2 separate regions of the Mus musculus genome follow, and region 2 is linked to region 1. The links are chromatin contacts, called in public HiChIP or PLAC-seq maps. All regions are on one chromosome and are shown on one strand. Each heading gives the region's core, a stretch centred on a gene start, on an enhancer-like site or on the middle of the called end of the contact. The rest is flanking DNA. Distances are from core to core; before and after follow the strand shown. Region 1 has its middle 27 kb from the start of Gm32194. Region 2 overlaps Tenm3 (teneurin transmembrane protein 3).

Region 1 (4,057 bases), core at 1,072-3,571:
CTTGCACACCTTAACTGGGGGGTCTATCTTCCCAGCCTTTATCCTTTACAGGATTAGGGTCCATTTAAAGCCACTGCTACTGGTTCACCCTTGACCTTGCAGCTGCTTACAAGCAGACTTTGGATCTTCATCCCTTACAGGCAAGCAGCACTTTAAAAAAAATTTTTTTTAATCTAGCTGTGGAAGATCAGTGATAGAAATGAGGTACAAGCAGCGTGGAGATTTCCCATTATGCTGCTTGAAATCTGCCTCCTTAATAACAATCATTTCCCTGTGTACCAGAGTGTTGCTGACCACTGATCACGCCATTTGTCTCACAGAGAGTTGACATATTGATAATCAAGTGTTCCAAATGGGGAGCAGATGGCCACAGAGGGCCATTTCATTCCCGTCCTTTCTGCCTAGCATCCACTATCAAGGGGATCTGGCCCAATCTGTGCCTTTGTACCCTCAGTGTCTGGCATAGAGGAGTTACTCAAATAGTATCTGTTAAAAATAGGCGAGGGGTGTAGCAAGAAGTGAGATGGGCTAGGCTGACTCCATAACAGGCTTCAACTTGGCAGTTCAGGAGGCTAGGTATAAATCTCTGTTTCCAGAATGGGCAAGTTCAGGCAACTCCAGGCAAGTCAGTTACTGGAAAATAACAACAACAACAACAACAACAACAACAACAGCAGCAGCAGCAGCAGCAGCAGCAGCAGCAGCAACAACAACAACTACTACTACACCCAGGCCTCAGGCAGCCCATCAGAAACTGCCCTGCCATCTGAAGCTGCTCCTCCCCCTGTCCTGAGTCAAGGGCAAAGGGTCAACAACAGTTTTCAGACTGCCCCAGCAACAGTTTCCAGTCCCCCACACCCCAGCAATGTTTCTGGAATGTCCCTAGAGATAGAGCCAACAGATTAAGATAGAGGTCACTTACCCTTCCCTAGAATTCCCCTAATGTGCTTTAAATTGGGCCTGTGAGCTCACTGGGGCACCTCCATCTTGGAAGATGGTAGAGCATGCTGAACTTCTGCAGAATAAACGCTCTTTGCTTTTGCATACTATTTAAGTCCAGGGTATCATTCGTGGTTGAATCATGGATCATCACAGGAGAAACAGCTATCTATGGAACAAACTCTGTGCCTAGAAAGGTGAGACTGGTTTTTGCCCCACTGCTAAAAAGTGTGTGCCCTCTGTTCATTGCTTAAGGCCTGTGGCCATCTTTCTTCTCTGCAACTGGTACTTTAAGGAACTCTGTGGTGACTCTGGAAAGGCTTGGGGTCTCCTGGAGGGAGTCCCCCAATGCTTCAGGTCCCCTCTTGGTATATGCTTGTTCCTCATGGAAATCCTGTTTTCATTCTGTCCCAGGTCTCAGTAGCATCTTCTCTTGTGTGTCCTTACCCCCAGTACTGAGTGCTGCCTCTGAGTTTCTTAACTGGAAGTGTTTCGAGGAGTTCTGGACAGAGTTTGGAGGACAAGTAAGATAACAAACAGAGCAGCACGGTATGCATCATTCTTTTTGCTGCTGTGGATTTGTGAGCTTTTGTTTCTCTTGAGCGTCTTGACTGTATCAACATAAAGAGGAAAACAAATTGCGTACACAAATCAAACCCCCAGCCCTGGCGGAGTTACTGTGGCCAAACAGGAGGAATTTGAAATGTGAGGATTATAGCTGTAGCTAATGGGGCAGGGACAAGAAACACTTGTTCTGGACTAGTAGTACCACACTCCCCTGTCATCCTCTGTCAAGTGTGTGATTTTAATGTTCGACAAAGGGAATGGTGAACCAGTAAAGTCACATTTAGACTCTCCTCCCCTCTGCTTGTCCTGTGACAGGCACGGGCCTTCCTAAGTTCTCCGATGGTGGGGTTTGCAGCAGTCTACTCAGCAGGGCAGGGCTTTGTCTTCTGTGCCTCGCCTTGAACCGTGCAATAAAGTCTCCTTTTTTAAAGCACAATACATTTTCCCCTTCCCTATTCTTCTGGGGCTTTTACCACTCACAATTGACAAAGGCCCCACTAATGGAAATGCAAATTTCCTACCTGTCAAAGGCTGAGAATGCTTTTTGCAAACACTGGCAGGGCAGGAAGTGCATTAGCATGCACATATCAGGGGGAGAACTGCTTTCCCATAAATTTGTGGGATAAAAATGTTTATTTGATGCTGGAGTAGAAATAAAATAGGAGCGATTAGATCTCCCTTGTAGACAGCAGGACTCCTTGGGAAATCTGAACTGGTGACTTTGGTTTCGACACAAGCAGTATTGAGACTCAAAAACACTTGTGTTGCTTTTCATAAAGGCTGTGACTTGGGGACCAGATGGGCAGAAAGCTCAGATGCCTTCGACTTCTTCCTCTTCTCTCTTGTGGACACAAAATGTAGCTCCCACCTCCAAAGGAATAGGGGATGGCTTAGCCTGAGCCAAGTATAAGTGGCTCAGGGACCGTATTTCAGTTGCCCTGAAAGACACAGTCAAACGTGACAGCAGGTATATGGGCTTTCATAGTCTCTGGACAAAGGAAATTCATAAATCAAGGCATTTTCCAACAACATTGGTAGAGACTTGGAGGAGAGTACAGGATGCTCTTACAGGATGCTTCCTGGTTACATTCTTTTTTATTTATTTATTTTTTTGTTTGTTTGTTTGTTTGTTTTTTGAGACAGGGTTTCTCTGTATAGTCCTGGCTGTCCTGGAACTCACTTTGTAGACCAGGCTGCCCTCGAACTCACAAATCCACCTGCCTCTGCCTCCCGAGTGCTGGGATTAAAGGCGTGTGCGACCACGCCCGGCTCTAGTTACATTCTTAAATATTGGGCTGGCAGAAGAGTTGTCACAGTAGCCTTTGGAGGTCTTTCAGGATGCGCTCCTCTATCATAATAGACTTTTGGGCTCTGCCTCCAGTTTCCTTGGCAATGTCACCACTTGGCAGGCCCCTTGGCCAAAATAGTGGAACACCTCTTGTTGTGTTTTATAAAAAGATAAGGAGAGAAAGAATTTGTTTGGTGGGCGGACGTGTGGTAAAGTGTGGAGGAAAGGGGTGTCTCTGCTGAGGCTGAAAGAAAATAAAACTTGAGACCTGTGATTCATGTAATTTATGTCAAATAGCCCAAAGAGTTTGTAAGCTTTGAAACCTGGGGCTGAGAACATAGCAGAACAGGCCAGGACATGCCGGAGCAGGCCGGTCGTTAAGACATTCCTGAGGCTGCTTGGCCATAAAGATAAAGAGAATGACATGTACGGACTGGCCCGGCGGCTCCCTATCTCCCGCCCTTCTGACCTAAGTTAAATGTTATCTGCATGTACAGTCTGCTAATGTTTAAATGAAGCAATCATGTGAAACCAATTCCTCCCCCAGTCCCAGCCCCTTTTCTATAAAAACCTCTAGCTTCCAAGCCTCGTGGTCAAAACCACTGTCTCCTGTGTGAGATACGTTTCAACCCGGAACTCTGCCATTAAACTACCTCGTGTTTTTACATCAAGGCGTTCTGTTCTGTTCCTGATTCTTGGGTGCACGCCGAATCAGGAATTGAGTGGGAGTTTCCCCACTAGGTTCTTTCAAGGCATCCCTTCCCACTGAGGGACCCAGCCATATGGTATATAATAGAGTGTATTTAGGGCATGGGGAGAGGAAGAGACAGGGCATGGGTTGAGAGAAAGGCAGAGAAAGAGACAGAGAGAGAGGAGGAGAGGCTGGCCATGAGCATGTGGAGAGAAAGTGGGGAAAGGGAATGGGAGGAGAGAAGGGGTAAGGAGCAGGAACAAGAGGAGAGAGCAAGAGAGCGAGGAGGGGGCAAGCTGCCCCTTTTATAGTGAGTCAGGCACACCTGGCTGTTGTCTTCTTCCTTAAGAGTTAATCCTGCTGGGTCTGGCTAGGAGACCATCCCCCAGGAGAACTGATTCATCTGAGGACACACTAAGGATATGGGAGGAATAATTACCACCCCTAATGAGATAATGTACTTACCCTCCCCCAAGCTGTCCACCACACCCTAGTTGCTTGCACATCCTCTGTAGTCACCAACAGCCAAATGTTCCGCTCACCAGGAGTCACATGTCCTCCCTATGCGCATA
Region 2 (4,057 bases), core at 684-3,183, 330 kb after region 1:
TACAATGCAGACAAGGACCACAGACCCAAGGCACAAACAAGCGTCAATGAATGGCTGATTCTCCCCAACAGGAACGAACACACACACACACACACACACATACACACACACACACACACACACACATACACACACACACACACACACACACACACACACACACGCCAAAGTGCACACATGCATACACACTCATAGGTGCACATACACATGTACACACACATGCACACACATGCACATACACTCTCACAGGTGTGTGTGCACACACACACAGAGTATGTACACACATAGATGTATATGCACAAGCAGGAGTGCACACATGCATACACACTCATAGATGCACATACACATGCATACACACATACATGCACGCACATGCTCACAGGTGTATATGCACACACACAGCACATGTACACACACGTACATGAACAAGCAGGAGTGCACACATGCATACACACTCATAGGTGCACATACACATGTATACACACATGCACACACATGCATATACATGCTCACAGGTGTGCTCGCACACACACCCAGCGCATGTACACACACGCACACACAGTGAATGTACACACACACATGTACATGCACAAGCAGGAGTATACACATGCTTACACACCACAGGCACAGGCACACACACACATACATGCACGCAAACACATGCACACAGGTGCTCACAGGTTCACAGGTGCACACACTACTTCCTGTTTTGAAGACTCTATAGTTATAGTTATTTTCCCCCTTTAGAAAAATGTACTCTGAGAAAAAAATGTACCCTGTAAAATGGTTTGAATAAATTCCTGTGTATCATTTATGTAGAAGAGAGGGAGGGAGACGGAAACAGGAAAACAACACTCCAAGGCCCTAAATAAATTAGCCCTATTTAAAAGGGCAGAACTAACCCACTGCTTTAATGGTGGTTTCCATTAAGCTGGAACGGTAATATTAAACCACTTCAAACTACTGGCAGGCCAGAGTAAACGGAGCAGCCTGTGAGTGGCCCCTTTAAAAAAGGGTCTGGACACACAAACTTCCATTCTGCCACGCAGTAAGGAAATGCTGAATAAATTAACTTTTTCCAAAGGCCATTATACCTTAGCTCCTCATTACAGATCTCATTACGGACTGTCTTTATAACACTCACCTGACAATATCATGCAGAATGCTTTTAGCTTCTGAGGTCAGGCTAAATAAGAGAACAATTCTCCTATTTATAGCAAAGGTTGAACTTTTCTCATTTAGATGTTTAAGCTGCTAACCCCTGAGTTTAATGTAATTAGGGAAGGGATATTCAATTTACAGTATCCACAAGTAATGATAATTAAATTGATCCAAAAAAGCTGTTGGTAAGCATAAGATACCTTTGTAATTACATCCCGTTTTCAAAATGACTTTAGTACTGTGAACTTGAAGCATTTCAGCAAATGAAGGCCAATACACATAAAACGGAAACTACAGTAGCTTAGAAGCCGGGCTGTTTAACATAATGAGCAACGTCACCAGAGGGAAATCTCAAAAACATTCTATAATTCACCACGACAGCCCATGCTTCAGCACTCCCTCTCACAGATAACCATTAAAAATATGTTAAGACCGTCTTCATTTTTTTCAAATCAATTCTTCATTAATAAAATTATTTGGGGCCTCGAGTTTAAAAGGCAACTGCAGAACCAGCTCTTCCCCCCTCGACCCCCTCCCCATTTCTCTGTTAGGAAAATGGCTATCGCTTGCTTCAGTTTTCTGTTTGTTTGAAAGAACCCACCAGAGCTATGAATATGAAATCGCTTTCCCCAGGAGCCCTGGAGATGAGCTAGGTCAGCATTCCACCAGGACTAAGGTGAAGAATAAACAAATAACCACGCTCACTGCAGCTGCAACGATCAGACTCTGGGAAAATTATTCAGGCATTATGAGAAAGACGGTATTAAATGCTGCCCCTTGCAGCTTCACGGCTCTCTGAATATTCACATCGGAAAAGGGTGAGCACTTAAGGGGTATCGTCAGAGAGCTGGTCCATCTGAGCGTCTTCCATTAGGTTTTCGTCTTAAAGGACCAGGGCGGGAACGTCTGCCGGACAGGCAAAGGGCTTGTCATCATTCATTAAGATCACGGCTTTGCTCAGGCTTCCGTCAATGAGGACCACAAGGAGCCTATGGAAGAGTGCTGAGCACGCGGCTCTGAGGAGGCTGCCGTAATGAACAGGCTTCCTCTTGGTTCTACCGCACAGCTTCCGGAGTTCCCATTGGAAGCTCTCCCCAGCTAGTCTCCCCCGTGGCACTGTTGGATACTGCTCATTTCTACCCAAATTCCGAAAGGATAGGTTAAGGGAAATAATTTAAAACACAGCCAAAGCACAAAGATTAATGAATAATTCCTTCTAGTGTTAAGACATACCTTCAACCACACACACACACACACATACACACACTTCTTTATGGTTTTCTAACTTTTGACATCGGTTATACTAACCACCAATGCAGAAACATCAATTCTACATAATTTCAAGAAGCCATTGAACATAAAATGGAAAATATAGCAAAGACTAGCCTAATATTTATGTCTCTATAAGAGAGCATCATATAAGAATGTCTATGTTTCCCTCCCCAGTTTGAAAAATTTTAAAATGGGAGAGCACGATACCTATGTACCAAGCAACAGAGAGAAATATGACTAGTTATTAAGATAACAGTCACAGTGGGGAAATCTTGGATGGACACGCATTCGCATTCCAGTTTTATTAATTTTATAATTCTACATCAACATAATTCTGTGTTAATGAACCAACTATAGAATTTTTCACAATTGGCTTTATTTCACGTCGAATTATATACACTATTTCTTTATATTAAACTCCAAATGTGATAATATCTATGGTTTAAAGTGCATGAAACCAAGACAGTGTTAATGTATATAATGATCATAAAGCAGAGAGGTACAATCTAACTGACTGAACAGAAATCAAGAATGGTATTTAATGACTTCATGAGGAAAATAAATGACCCTCACACCCTTAATGGATTAGTGTCAGTCACGAGCAACACAACATCCATCCCATAATGCTGACACCGTCTCGCTCGGAGGGCTATCACTTCTCATTGGAGTGCCTTAAAGCCTCACCTAAGGAAATTGCGTTTTAATGCTATTTCAGATGTCGTTCTGAGAGGATTTTTACAATCCCGCTTTATTCAGCACGAGGCATGTTCTGAATTCTTACAGCGAGTCACTGTCATTGGGCTCCGTCCTAGGTCATCCTGGCAGAGCCTCCCAACGAGATGAAACCCGGAAGACACAGAACGGTAACACTTTATAACATTGCTCAAACAACTCATTGGCTGATGCCTGGCCTTGACTTCATAGTCTCTTAATGTTACTCAGAGTGTTCTTTCTATTTTACACAAGAAGTCCATGCTACACACACACACACACACACACACACACACACACACACACACACACACTGTGGCCAGTTCACAGAACAGGACGCTGGTACCGCAGAGGCACATACCAACTGCTAGACAGTCAAAGCAGACACAGGAAAGGTTCGGTAGTTGGTGGATCTGGGGCTTCCAATTTGTAAAGACATGATGTTGTCTACGATGTTCACATAGAGAAGGAACTGCCTTCCTTCTAATAACTACCCTTCCTTAGAAGGAAAAAAATGTCTTCCATAGGACATCATATATTAGAAACCACGAGGCTCTCTGCCCATCTTTTTCTTGAGAAGATAAAACGCCAAGCCTTGAAGTATCATCTGCAGATAATTTGGCTTTTGATCTAATTTTTTAAAAAAAAGCCCATCACAAATAATAAATAAAAAATTAGTAAGCACGCGGTATTTGGATATTGTCAATTCCTCTTGAGAGTTGAACAAGCAGTACCAAAGCGGGTAGCATTGGTGCCGCGTGCGGTAACTCAGTGTAACTCGTTCACCGGCAGACTTCAACATTCATTTCTGACTGATTCAGCAGTCAGAGCGCCAAACTTCCAGTAATCTCTCTGAAGATTTGGCACAGATACGGAGTTCAGAATAGGAACAAGTGTGCACTGATGGAGAGGA

Evidence for each region. HiChIP or PLAC-seq counts read pairs in DNA pulled down with a chosen protein or histone mark.
Region 2: a contact with region 1 is called in an H3K4me3 HiChIP or PLAC-seq map of embryonic basal ganglia, with 3 times the contacts expected there. The contact joins two enhancer-like sites. A contact is called at or near these places in 1 of 15 datasets of contacts at CTCF or cohesin (the NIH/3T3 cell line), 2 of 115 datasets of contacts at active chromatin or transcription factors (embryonic basal ganglia and embryonic stem cells) and 1 of 9 other capture datasets (embryonic stem cells).

The regions. Positions count from the first base shown.
Region 1 is chr8:48,177,235-48,181,291 of GRCm38.p6, forward strand. No RefSeq gene overlaps it. Among named protein-coding and RNA genes, the nearest start is that of Gm32194, 27 kb to the right of the region's middle. Within about 2 kb of position 2,322, at least 20 of the 459 cell types and tissues checked have an H3K27ac peak or open chromatin away from gene starts, as enhancers often do. A contact at or near this core is called in embryonic basal ganglia, where this site is marked.
Region 2 is chr8:48,507,303-48,511,359 of GRCm38.p6, forward strand. All of the region lies in intron 2 of Tenm3 (teneurin transmembrane protein 3), which reads right to left. Among named protein-coding and RNA genes, the nearest start is that of Gm39178, 150 kb to the right of the region's middle. Within about 2 kb of position 1,934, at least 48 of the 459 cell types and tissues checked have an H3K27ac peak or open chromatin away from gene starts, as enhancers often do. A contact at or near this core is called in embryonic basal ganglia, where this site is marked.